Regions from separate parts of the Anas platyrhynchos genome. Here region 1 is linked to region 2. A link is a contact called in public Hi-C data. All regions are on one chromosome and are shown on one strand. Each heading gives the region's core, a stretch centred on a gene start, on an enhancer-like site or on the middle of the called end of the contact. The rest is flanking DNA. Distances are from core to core; before and after follow the strand shown.

The links. A called contact is a pair of places that touch in the nucleus more often than the background predicts.
Region 1: a Hi-C map of F5 follicle shows a contact between it and region 2, with 2.9 times the contacts expected there. The contact joins the enhancer-like site here to the promoter of NOG in region 2. A contact is called at or near these places in 5 of 8 Hi-C or Micro-C datasets (F5 follicle, liver, skeletal muscle and 2 more).

What each region holds. Positions count from the first base shown.
Region 1 is chr19:5,846,679-5,852,517 of IASCAAS_PekinDuck_T2T, forward strand. It overlaps LOC106014785 (a long non-coding RNA gene), which reads left to right. Exons shown (of 3, transcript XR_001186355.5): 2 at 1,482-1,579; 3 at 1,860-3,508. Among named protein-coding and RNA genes, the nearest start is that of C19H17orf67, 36 kb to the right of the region's middle. Within about 2 kb of position 4,208, at least 3 of the 8 cell types and tissues checked have an H3K27ac peak or open chromatin away from gene starts, as enhancers often do.
Region 2 is chr19:5,802,960-5,809,139 of IASCAAS_PekinDuck_T2T, forward strand. NOG (noggin) reads left to right here and starts at 3,850. Exons shown (of 1, transcript XM_005012255.5): 1 at 3,850-6,180. The coding sequence starts at 4,872. The coding sequence ends at 5,543.

The sequences.
Region 1 (5,839 bases), core at 2,958-5,457, 44 kb after region 2:
GTTCAGCTCGTGTGAATTAGTTTATCTGCACTGGAATGCAGGCAGCTCAGCTGCTTTACACCAGCTAAGAATCTGACCCATATTTAGATAGAATTACTCCTGAAATACACAATGGCAAACGTGATGTGAATTGGGTCTGCTGTGGCCCTGATTTGCACTGAGGAAGTGCAGCCGAAGCTGTTCTGTGGCTCTGCTGCGCAGTGACGCAAGCTGGTGTCACAAACCTGAACCTGACCCCCTTCAGCCTTCTGATGCTTTATAAGTTTTAAAATAACGCTGCAGTAAGTGCTACACATGCTGCGTGCGTGTAAATCATCCCAAACGGCTGCAAATCATCGTCCGCTCTCTTGTTTCAAAGCAGAGATTGGGAAGTGCTTGGTGATATTTGGGTTCAGTTCAGATATTCCAAAGCTTGGATGGATGGATTGTTTTGATTCTTTCTTTGAACTCCTTTCCCACCCCTGCTAAAAGAAACAGACAGATCTACTCAGTTAAGCGACAGACAAGTTGGAGACAATGCGCCACTGCCCTCCCCAGTACCACCCCCCACATGCCAAATTTGCAGACATCTGCTAGCTGGAGCACAACTCTGCGGTAATAAAGAAGTGCTGGTATTCATGTGATGTACTGCCTTTAGCATTCACAAATGACTGAAATTAACCTCTGTTCTATGGGCCTTAACTTGGTTTATGACTGGGGGTCTTTTGTTTTATACCACTATACAGAGGTGCCTTTGCCATGCTAAAGATTTAACTAAATTATAATGAATGATCCTCACCAGCACTGTGCCCCTAATTAGAACAAGTCGCACAGACATATTGTCTCCTTGATTTCCTCTGTTACATTTCTCTCACTCTCTTTCTCTGCCTGAGACACATGGGTCCCATTAAACATTTTAGCATTTAATGTGGTTCCCTTAAATGACTTCTCAAGTTTTCAAGTTCCATTTAGAATTGTATGTTACTCTCCTGACTGTGGTTTTGATTGTTATGTTTCATGCGTTCAGCCAAAGCAATTGCTCTTCTTCCCCCTCTAGTGGGGAGTGCCTTAGCTCCCTGTGAGCTTGTGTGAGTACAGCATGGTGTCTACCTATACGTTTTGTAGACATTCACACAAATCCTTACGTTTGTATATGAAATCGGGAGATGGGGAAATAGCTTCTTATGACTGATTTATGCAGTCAAGGTTAAGTGCGGTGTTTCTTCAGCACAGTACAGTTGTCTGTTAAAGAAAGCATCTGTTAAGATACAGTTTATTATCGGTATATTTCCATCAAGAGGTCTTTAAGTGTTTCTGTAATACACAAAGCTTATTAATCTTTAGATATTTCCAGCCTAAATAGAAATGATTGACAAAAACCTTTTGTAGCGTCTGGTTATATGTATGATATCTATTATCCCCATTACATATACCTACTGTACAGATAGAGTGCTGAAGGACAGAGATTTTGTTGTTGATCACATTGTAATGCACTTCCTCAGGAACCACTGCAATGAGAATACCAAATTGTCCATCGGTTTCTGCCCCAGCTTTCCAAGAGTATCAAGTCAAGTTCAAGGTCTGGACCCTAATCCTCAAGGTATTTTGTGGCCTGGGCCCAAGGTGTCTCATAAGCTTGTCTCAAAGCTTGTCTATACCACTGTAGTTATCCCATTTCAGATCTGGCTGGATAACTTCTGGAATAAGAATGCCTTGTTTCCCCCACTCTTTCCCATTTAGTATATGCTCTTTTGAAAATGGTATGCACCTATTTAACAGAAAAGGCGTTCTTATTCCAAAATAAGCACCTCTTATAAATAGTGTCATAATAATAATGATAAAATAACTTCAATATAATTTTAAAGTTAAATTCTCTTTAGGGAAAAAACCTTTCCATCATCATGAAGGAAATCTGTTACAAAAGTGAACTGTAAACCTGGATTTCCTGGCTCCTAGTTACTGAAGTGGCATCATTCTGAGGACATGCGTCTTTAAAGCTGTTTACTTTCTCAGTATCAGATTGACACCGGTCACTAAAATACTGGTAAGGCTGGGAATCCAGAAGCTTGTTCTTTCCTGTTAAAGGGATTCATATCCTGGTTCTGAGACCACTGCCACAGTATTTTAACGGTGGATTTTGGCATGCCATCACAAAAACATAAGAAATTATTTCGGTGACAATATGTTGGCTTCTTAGATCCCTCAGACATGAAATCGAGATTTCATTATGGCGACTTACCAACATTATTTGTTCTTTAGATAATTCTTAAAAGTTTCCGTGATGTATTGGCTTCCAGGTTTAAGCCACAAGAAGCTTGAAATTTATCTCTGGAGCTGAGATTTAGGTTTCATTAACAGTTAAGCCTTCGTCTGGAGTGCTGAAGTGTTCTGCAATGGGTAACTCAGCTTGTTAGTAACATTAGCAGATTTGTGAGTCCTCAAATGCGTCTATGGATAATTGTTTCAACCTTGTGTTCTTTATTATAATCCGCTGTCTGATAATGGGCTTCAGGGTAGATAAGAGAAGGAAATGTGCCAGTAGGATTTCATTCAATCTTGTGCATTCTACCCGCAGCTGCTGTTTCCTCTAAGGTGATGGCTGACTTGGCATCTCTTGCTTTAAAGCAGAGAAAGCCACGATTGATGGCAGGCCATTCTAATGCCTCCTTACCAGCCATTCATGGAGACTTTGAGATTACTGTAAAGAGATATCACCGGTCTAGGAGCTGCTTTCTGGAATCATTCTTCTTGCAATAGTGCAAATGGACAGCTTTTGTTTCTATCGCAGCAGCAATCACTGTTTAAATTAGAGAGCTCTTTGAAATTTTTTGACAGAGCAGTTTTCTGCTGATAAATGCAGTTTCACTAACATTGAAATGCTTCTCCAGGGAGGGTATCAATTTTGGCAATTTTTTTCCATGAGAAAGAAAAAGAAGCATCTTGGCTTTGAGGGAAGATTTTATGAAGTTGAAATATTTTGTTTTGAATTTATCACTTTTATTAATGTTTAGGTTTTAAGTTTATGCTAAGGTTGGAAGTGTAGATATTCAGTAACATGTATTCACGTTTAGTACGGTACCTTATTGTTTCTACATAATCGTACTGAAATGGGTTTTGCTTTGCCAAAATGAAATGATTTAACTTTAAGCCAAATAGTAAGCTAATTCTAAATCTTGGAAGGCCTTAGAAATCTTGATTCCTGGGGAAAATATGTCATTTTAATTTAGAATGAAAACATTTTAAGCATTGAAATTTCCTATTAAAAAAATCAGGTTTCTCACTGGTTCTGTATTAAATGCAGACGTTTTTAATTTCTCCAGCTAATCTTTTAGTTCTTCATACCTCTGCAGCCTTCTGAAAAATAACTTCTATTGCTTGAGAGCTGCTCCCTAGAAAAGATTACTGGGATGAATATTTGCCTTCCTGAACTGTATGGTAGAGTTTGTACATCTTTCACAGCTAGCCGTATTTCTGACTGTCACAATGGTGATCACTTCATTTATATTAAAGCCTTATTATGAGTGTTGCTGCTGCCTTTGTAATATATTATAATCATAACACTGCCGTTGAGGTACAAATTAATTTTATGAATTAAAAGGTGTCAGACTAAGATCCTGACTCTCAAAGACTTAGACACTTGTTGCTGCTTTGGTTCCAAGTGGCTTACCCAAGATCACCCAAGAGGTTTATGACTGAGGAAGGAATTGCACCTTAATTTCCCTGACCGCTTTGTTGCAAGCTTCTAGCAGCAGCTGTGTTCTTGTTCCTGACTGCGGCCCATGACGAAAAATCCTGACTCATGTAATTGAAAGGGTTAAAAATCAAGGAGGCACACCACCACCAACAACAAAATGCCATGCCTTTGATTTAATAAAGAGATAATCCTCTTTCTATTAGCTACGATAATAATGACTCACCAGTAGTAAATGAAGGAATATACACAGAATGACATCATGTGAACAGCGCAGTGTCTGTGGGACTTAAAACGAAGAGGATTATTCCAATATATCAGCTCTGAGCCTAAAACTGGCAAGGATAGGTTTGGAGTAAAATTTAACATGAGAAATGTTTATTGAAGCACTAACATGAGAAAGGAATTATATAACTGAAGTTATTAAAAACAATAAGCTCCTATTTCAAAAGCTTTAATTTCAGTAGAATAATATACACGCAGACTGACACAGGCTGTAGTTGTATTGAGTCATTCCAATGACATCATGAACCACAAGAGGGGATGTGCCGTGGTTTATCGGTGTCTGCAAACCACACCCCGTCCCCTGGGTGGAATTACAGCCTCTGTCTTGCTCTGGAGACAGAATCTCATCTGGTTCGTAACATGGAGGGAATTGCCCTGAAATCAGCAGTAAGGAAGAGAAGTAAAAGCACCGATCACTCACAGCTTATTTCCAGGCCTCCTGCTTCTGAACAGGCCATCGATGTGCTGCATCACATTGAGGCAAGGGTTTCCAGCTCCTGGTTGTGGACCAGAGCTTACATAAAACAAATGATAAATTGTATCAAGCTGACTTTTTGGTCATGGGGTTTAATCTGTTTTTTGTTGTTGTTGTTGTTTTTAGCCAGAGACTTGCTTTAAACTGACATCATGTGGTCTGGTTTGTCCCTGAGCACCACAAAGATTTCCTCGCTCCCATAAAGCAGGAGCTGGGGAGTGGCTGAAAAAACTTCGTCGAACTTCAGGGCTGACCAAAATGGTCATTCTGCTGTGCTGGGAACAGAGAGGTTCCTGTCGAGAGCGATTCAGAGCAAAAGTCCTTGATGAAAATGCAGGTCAGATTTATAGGCTATACAGCTGCATACTGGAATCGTGTTTTTCTGTAGCTCTGGTGGCCCCCCCCTGTGAAGGGAGCACAGCTATGGAGGCTGCACACCTGAACCTGGTCCCTGGTACCTTTGGCAGATTGAGAACTCCATGTATTGGTCAGAAAATGCAGATAGCATTGCTTGTGTGCTGTACGGATGGCAAGGCTGGATACCAGCGAAGTGTTACCAACGCTGAGCCTGGACTTAACAAGGACTTGGACTGAATCTGGACTTTTGTTATAACAAGGAAATGCAGTTTAGATCTAACAGGCCAAAGACTGCTTCTCTTTACTGATCTTAGATACTAAATCCTGAATATCTATTTCTGGTAAATTGGATTCCAGTGTTGTGCAAAAGAAGAATAACTCAGAGGTCAATGAGATTCACAGTGGTGCCACCGAGGGCAGACCCAGTGAGTCTTGCTGGCGCTGATGTCAACAGCAGTACTGCGAGAGGGGGAGGAATCCGCCCCGCTCCATTACTCAGAGGGTGCTGACAGAGTATCTTTTATGAGGAGTCTGAAATACTCTGGAATCTGCTTCCTACTCTAGTCCAAAGTAGTCCAGATCTGACTTTCCTGGCATGTTGCAAAAGACATCCTTTTGTCAGATATCTGGAGAAGTGAGAATATGCTTCTGTTCTTCTACCCTGTGAAGGCGGTGGATGAGACGCCGGGGAGCTGATGTCGAATATAATCATTTGGTCTCTGCTGAGACACCTGAGCAGACAGCTCCGTTATCTGAAAACTAAATAGAAAATACATACAGGTTTCATTAGGGAAGCTAGGAAATGGGATACAGTACCTATGGTTTGGGGGGTAGAAATAAGTGTTTATGCTTCCTTTGGATAGAAGGGATTTGTTATAAAAGGACTGTCTTGTGACTTCTGAAAGTCCTCCACAAGTATGCATTTCCCCTGTGCTGCTCTTCTTTCCCACCCACCTTCCCCTCTCATTGAATGATAAATGTGGAAGTCTTATTTATCATTCGGTGATCTGGTTTCTTGCTTTGGCTGTTGGTCCTTGACAATAACATCAATT
Region 2 (6,180 bases), core at 2,600-5,099:
AGGCCTGGCTATATCTCCCTGACCCTTTCTGGACTAGCGGATGCAGCTTGGAAGCAGTGGAGCAGTGGTGCATGGATTGCTGGGTGAGGTCACACATGGCCTGCAACAGCTAAAAATGTGGGTTGGGTAGATGTCATGTGGCATATATGAACTACATCAAATGTCTGTGCATCTCCTTAGGAAATATTTTAGGGATTCACAGTTTAAAAAAAAAAAAAAAAAAGTTTAAAATGAAATCTTAAGCAGTCTCTTACAAAATGTATAGGGGTGTGACAAAGAGACGGGGAGTTGGTCTAGCAGCTAACTAGGACATACAAGTAATATTTGAAATCAGTTGTCTGCTCTATCAGTCACAGATTTCCTCTGTAATTTTTCTAAGATACTGGACTCTCGTCTGCACTGATACAGGTTTACTCTAATCAGGCCCTCCAGCATCTCCGTGAAAGAGGCAAGGGCTGGCATTCCTGCTTTACAAATAAAGCAGAAAGCTAGGAAATGTATCGCCCAAAGCCATATGAGAAATTTGCATGAGAGCTATGCAGAGGATTTATTTGGTTGTGTTGCTGGTTTTGCTTTATTTAACAAACCATCGTCTCATATGCCAACGTGTTTTTGAAAATAAGAAGTGAGAGGCAAGGAATTCATGATCTATGTTAAAATAATCTTCAGGTGTAAGGGAAATAAGGATGGTTGTAAGGAAGCCTCCTCTCCTAAGGAAGACACAGCTTTTCCAAGTGCACCTGGCATAGTTCTTTCTCATCCCGGTGTTGTGGTGGTTTGTTACTTTCTGAGCGGTTTGCTCCCTGCTATTTGCTTACAGACCAGGCTGGTTCAAGCCCATGCGCTGCGAGCAGCGTGGCGGTGTTGAGCACGGGGTTGGGTGGGTAAGGAGGGCCGTTTCCCTTAGACTTAATGGGAAACAAATCTCTCCTGAGTTCTTTCTGTGCATCCTTGCTGTTGTGGACTGAAATCAGATCCTTACATAATGTGTTTTCAGAGCTGTGCCTCCAGAGTCCTAACGGGGCAGGCTGCATACCTCTTCTCTCCTCATCAGAGATGTGACCCTGCAGAAGCAGTATCTCAGCCTTGCCCACATTGGCTTCCTGCATGCCTTGAAAGTTGTATTTGCTTTGTCTACTGAAAAAACACATTTTTACTACTGTCAGCACTCCAGAACCAATAAAGCTGAGGCGAAAGGAGTTGTTTCCTCCTCTGCTTCATGCTCCACTGCCAGTAGAGTGACCAGCTAAGGCCTCTATGAGCCGCTGGCCTCTATCCCTATACCAGGCAGGGCTGGCATCATACACAGAGTCTGGATCAGGCCCTTTACCTCTGAGCTCCATTTACTGCTGTTTTCAGCAAACCCTGCACTGAACCCGTTTGATGGGCATCCAAATCTCTTTTCCCTCTGACCCAGAGGCTTCTGGCAGAGCTGTTACTGGCAGCTCTTCCCCAGTCCTGCTATCAGCCATTCCACCAAGAAATTCTTGGGCCACGAGCGACTTCTGTCACTTCTGCTTCCCTCGAGCTCTCGCAGCCTCGCCAGGAGCGTGGTGCTCCCCACGCAGGCACCTGTGCCGGAGGAGTTCCCAGGCCCCAGCCTGCCCCGCTCAGGCCATGTGGGAGGCAGCCTGTCCGTCCTTCCTCCTACCTGCAACTGGGGGCAGCAGCATAAGGGCTCTGAGTGCCTCCTTGGGAGCGTGGTTTTGAATTAGAATCTTAAACACACACCTGGCATGAAGCAGACAGGACACAAGCTTTATAGGCTTTATTTTTAGACTCTGAGACTGGTAGTTAAAAAAGTGTTTTTAACTGAGCTGAGTAAAACCAAATTTATTACTAAAGGAGAAATACAAGACATCACACTCTAACTTCAGAATTTTTGCTTTCTCTTCAAAACACTTGTGCTTTAACCTATTGTTGGGTTTTGCGCCTTTGTTTAAACAAGGTAGTTTAAGAGCAAATTCCCAAACATTTGCAGAGAGCTACAGGTTACAACCTTTCCCAGCTTTTCCTTGGCCAGCATCGCCATGTACACAACGAAGAGGAACTGGCCCGTACCAGTAGCAAATTTTCGCAGTAATTTCATTGGGAAAACAATCTGATCCAACCTAATATTTGACTACTTTCATAGAACTCTTTTAGAAAGAAGTGGAAGTGTGTCAACAAAGACTCACAAAAGAAAGGAGAAAGGAGGAGGGGATCCAAAGAGGAACGCTTTCTCTATTCCTCGGACACATAACACTGCACATTCCCATTTTTGTAGTTGGTCAGAAGTCACAGCCTGAATGAAATCCCTCCCCAAACAGTTCCAGTTCTCCCTGTGAAATGAGACTGGCCAGAGGAAGGAAGATAGTGAGGAAAGAGCCAGACAAGCAGGCAACCCAAAAACCATTAACCCCTTGCTAGGATTCATCGCCCATCCTCACCACCTCTCCCTCCTGAAATAAGGCACACCAGGCAATACTACAAAACAGAGCGGTGCTGCAGCAGCGCAGCTGAGCAGGTACATCGGTGGTTTCACATCCTTGTTCCTTGACAGAACCCAGCATTGCTTCCGCTGCCGGGACGTGGATCAGCCGATGAGTGCTGAGTGTGGGCTTAGGCTCTGAAACACCATTCCATTTTGTCCTGCGGGGTGACCAAAAAAAGGAGGGTGAAGGAATGAGAGGGGATGAACAGACCTTCACCAGCTCAGCTCTGGGACAGAGGACCTGCTTCCAAGAGGCATCTCCCAGCAGGCAGGAGTGGAACCAGCACGTGAACAGGCCAAGACCCGCATGGAGAACCTGAGCCAGAAGCAGCAGCACCTGAGCAACCTGCTGGGTCTGTGCAGACCTGAGCACCTCTGTGTCCTGCTGGCAGACAGTTAAGTAACCAAGTCACATCCAGTTGAAGACCAAATCCAGCACAAAGTTCATCTTCGTTTCCTGGTCAATTGCTGCTCCTTGAATTTTGGGGGATCTTATTTTGAAAGACTGGAGGTGTGGCTTCTCCCTTTGCACATGGACAAGTTGAATGCCAAGTTTCAGCGATGAACGTTCATCAGGTTCTGGATGAAGGTAGAGACCTGAATTACTAGGTGAAAAAATACCTTCTAAAACTCCAGCAGATCCTGCGCTGACATGGTAGTGGCAAGTGTCACCATGAGGCTCCTTTTCCAGTGCAGAGCGTGGGTTGGCTTTCCATACTTTTCATGACAGTTATTTCAGTCCTGTAGGGTTTATAAAATGCCCTACCTGCTCAGGAATAAACAAAAGTAAGATTTAAAGCAGCATTGCACGAAGTTTAGCTTAGGGAGTGAAAATAGGTGTCAAAAATACAGTTAACTCAGACAAACAGCTCACCCTGGCTAATACAGTCTATACATTGCTTTCCTTAAGACCCTAAGTTTGAAGAGTAACACTTAAACAAACGCATACATAATTTAGGAGAAATGGCAAAGCTTCAGCCCCATTAAACTCAGACTCCCGAGCGCCTGCAGCAGCGGCATGCGAGCACTCGAGGCGATTGTCCCGAGATCTCAGCAGCCTTCCCTGCCAGCCGGCCGCCTGCCTGCCCTTACCGAGGGGCACTTACCCCGGCCGCGGGCCCGCTCCTGCCGCCGGTGCTGGGGGGCTTCGGGGCATCCCTCCGCGCAGCCCCCGGCCCCAGCCCCCCGCAGAACCGCCGGCACCCCCGGGGCTCTCCCCGCCGCCTCCCCCGGCCTCCCGTTTCGCTCCCGGAGCCGCTTTCTGTGGCCGAGCCGAGCTCCTCGGGGCTCCCCGTTGTGCCGGTGGCTGCGCTGCCCGGGGCGGCCCCGCTCGCCCTGCCCGTGCCCGGCGCGGTGCGGAGCGGAGCGGCGCCGCCAGCAGAGGGCTCGCTCCGCCCGGGAAGGTGCCGGCAGCGGCCCCCCGGCCGGGCACGCAGTGGGAATTAGAGCAAGGACCCCCCCGGTCCCCCCTCCCCGGCGGCCAGGTAGCGCTGGCCGGGGCAGGGGAGCAGGAGCGGGGCAGGCTGCGCTCCGCCGCCAGCAGCGCTGCGCCCATGGGGTGACCGGCGCCAAGGCCACCCCTAGCCCTGCTCCTACCCCTGCCCCTGCTCCTAGCCCTGCTCCTGCCCCCGTCCTTGCCCCCGTCCCCGTCCCAGCCCCAGCCCCAGCCCCTGCAGCATCTCCCGGGGCGCGGCGGCGGCGGGCGGCGGGGGGGAGGCGGCGGCGGCTCCCGCCTGCAGCCTTCCCCAGCAGAGGGTGTCTGCCGGGTGGGAAGGGGGAAGCTCTCCTGGACTTTTGTGGGAGTGGGGGTTGCGTTGTGTGTGTGGTGGTTCTTTTTTTAAGGGGGGTGGGGTGGGTTAGAAGAGAGTCTGTGGTTTCCATGGAGATGAAGCTGAAAGTGCAGGAAATTTAAAGGCTTTGGGTCCTTGCAAAGCAGACAAACTGGTGCCAACGTGCGTGGCTGCTGTTGCTGCTGAGGAGGCTGCTTTGCGAACGGCGGAGAGGAACGGAGAGGAAGAATCGGCAACAACTTCTTCCACACGCACGGGCAGACAACGCGGAGCTGCAGCAGCGAGCAGAATTCCCAACAAAAAGCGGCATCTCCACTGCCCGGGGAGGGCGAAGAGAAGCAGCAGCAGCGGCAGAATTTTGGAGCGGCTCCACCAGGAGAAATTTTACAGAGAGGCTTGCAAGAGAGAGTGTTTGCAGGGGGCTTGCTCTCCTGGCATATTCGGGGGCCGTCTTTGCTGGTGGCGCGGGGAGCGGAGGGAATCCCCCGTAAAGACAAGCTATTTTGGATATCCCCGTACAAGTTTTCTGATGCATTTGCTCGCACCTTCTTCCCCTGCCGTTTGGTGAACCCAGCCCCCCTCTCCCCCCCCCCACCGGTCTCCCAAGGATGGATCATTCCCAGTGCCTTGTGACTATATACGCCTTGGTGGTTCTGCTGGGTCTCCGGCTAGAGCAAGGCGCCTGCCAGCACTATCTGCACATCCGACCGGCTCCCAGCGACAACTTGCCCTTGGTGGATCTAATCGAGCACCCGGACCCTATCTTCGACCCCAAGGAGAAGGATCTTAACGAGACCTTGCTAAGGAACCTCATGGGCGGACACTTCGACCCTAACTTTATGGCTATTTCCCTGCCCGAGGACCGGCTCGGGGTGGACGATCTAGCCGAGCTGGACTTGCTGCTCAGGCAGAGACCCTCGGGAGCGATGCCCAGCGAAATCAAAGGGCTGGAGTTTTACGACGGGCTGCAGCCGGGCAAGAAGCACAGGCTGAGCAAGAAGCTGCGCAGGAAGCTGCAGATGTGGCTCTGGTCCCAGACCTTCTGCCCGGTCCTATACACGTGGAACGATCTCGGCAGCCGCTTTTGGCCCCGGTACGTCAAAGTGGGCAGCTGCTACAGTAAAAGGTCTTGTTCAGTCCCAGAAGGCATGGTTTGCAAACCTGCCAAGTCCGTGCATTTAACGATCCTGAGGTGGAGGTGCCAGCGTCGGGGAGGGCAGAGGTGCACATGGATACCCATCCAGTACCCCATCATTTCGGAGTGCAAGTGCTCCTGCTAGGGCTGCCGCTCGCCCTTCTCGCCCCTTCCCTGGCGGACTCACGTGGACCTTTGCTGCAACAAAAATAAAAGACACTTGCTTTCTGGTTAACGTTGTAATGCACTGTAACGTGTAGGAGAATGTATATTGTGTGTATATATGGCACCGTTTTAATATACTATTAAAAGGTCAGTATTATACGTGAAATAATCAGCGTCTACTGTATTTTTAAGACTATTACCCTGATCGTTGCTAATGTATCTTTTTTTTTTTTTTTTTTTTGGTATTTATATTCCAGAGAGAAGTTGCTTCGCTTTGGCGAAGTAGGTTGGGGTTGCTGTTGTGTGTTTTCTTTTTTTTTTTTTTTTTTTTAATAAAAGGATTAAAAAATACAAACCAAACTTTTTGATAAGAAAACGTTTTAAAGCTATTTTCCATTATACGGAAAGCGTGTGTGTGTGTGTGTTTCTTCTTCCTCCTTATGGACTTTAGATTAAAAAAAAAAAAAAAAAAAGAATAAACGCCTAGAGCACAACGTTATTGTAAATAGAGAGAACAGTTTGAATGACTTAATCCTATGTAAATGAAGAGTATCTGCTATTTATTCTTTATATCCCTGTAGTAAAAGCGCAGCGCAGAATTAAAGTCAACCACTAAA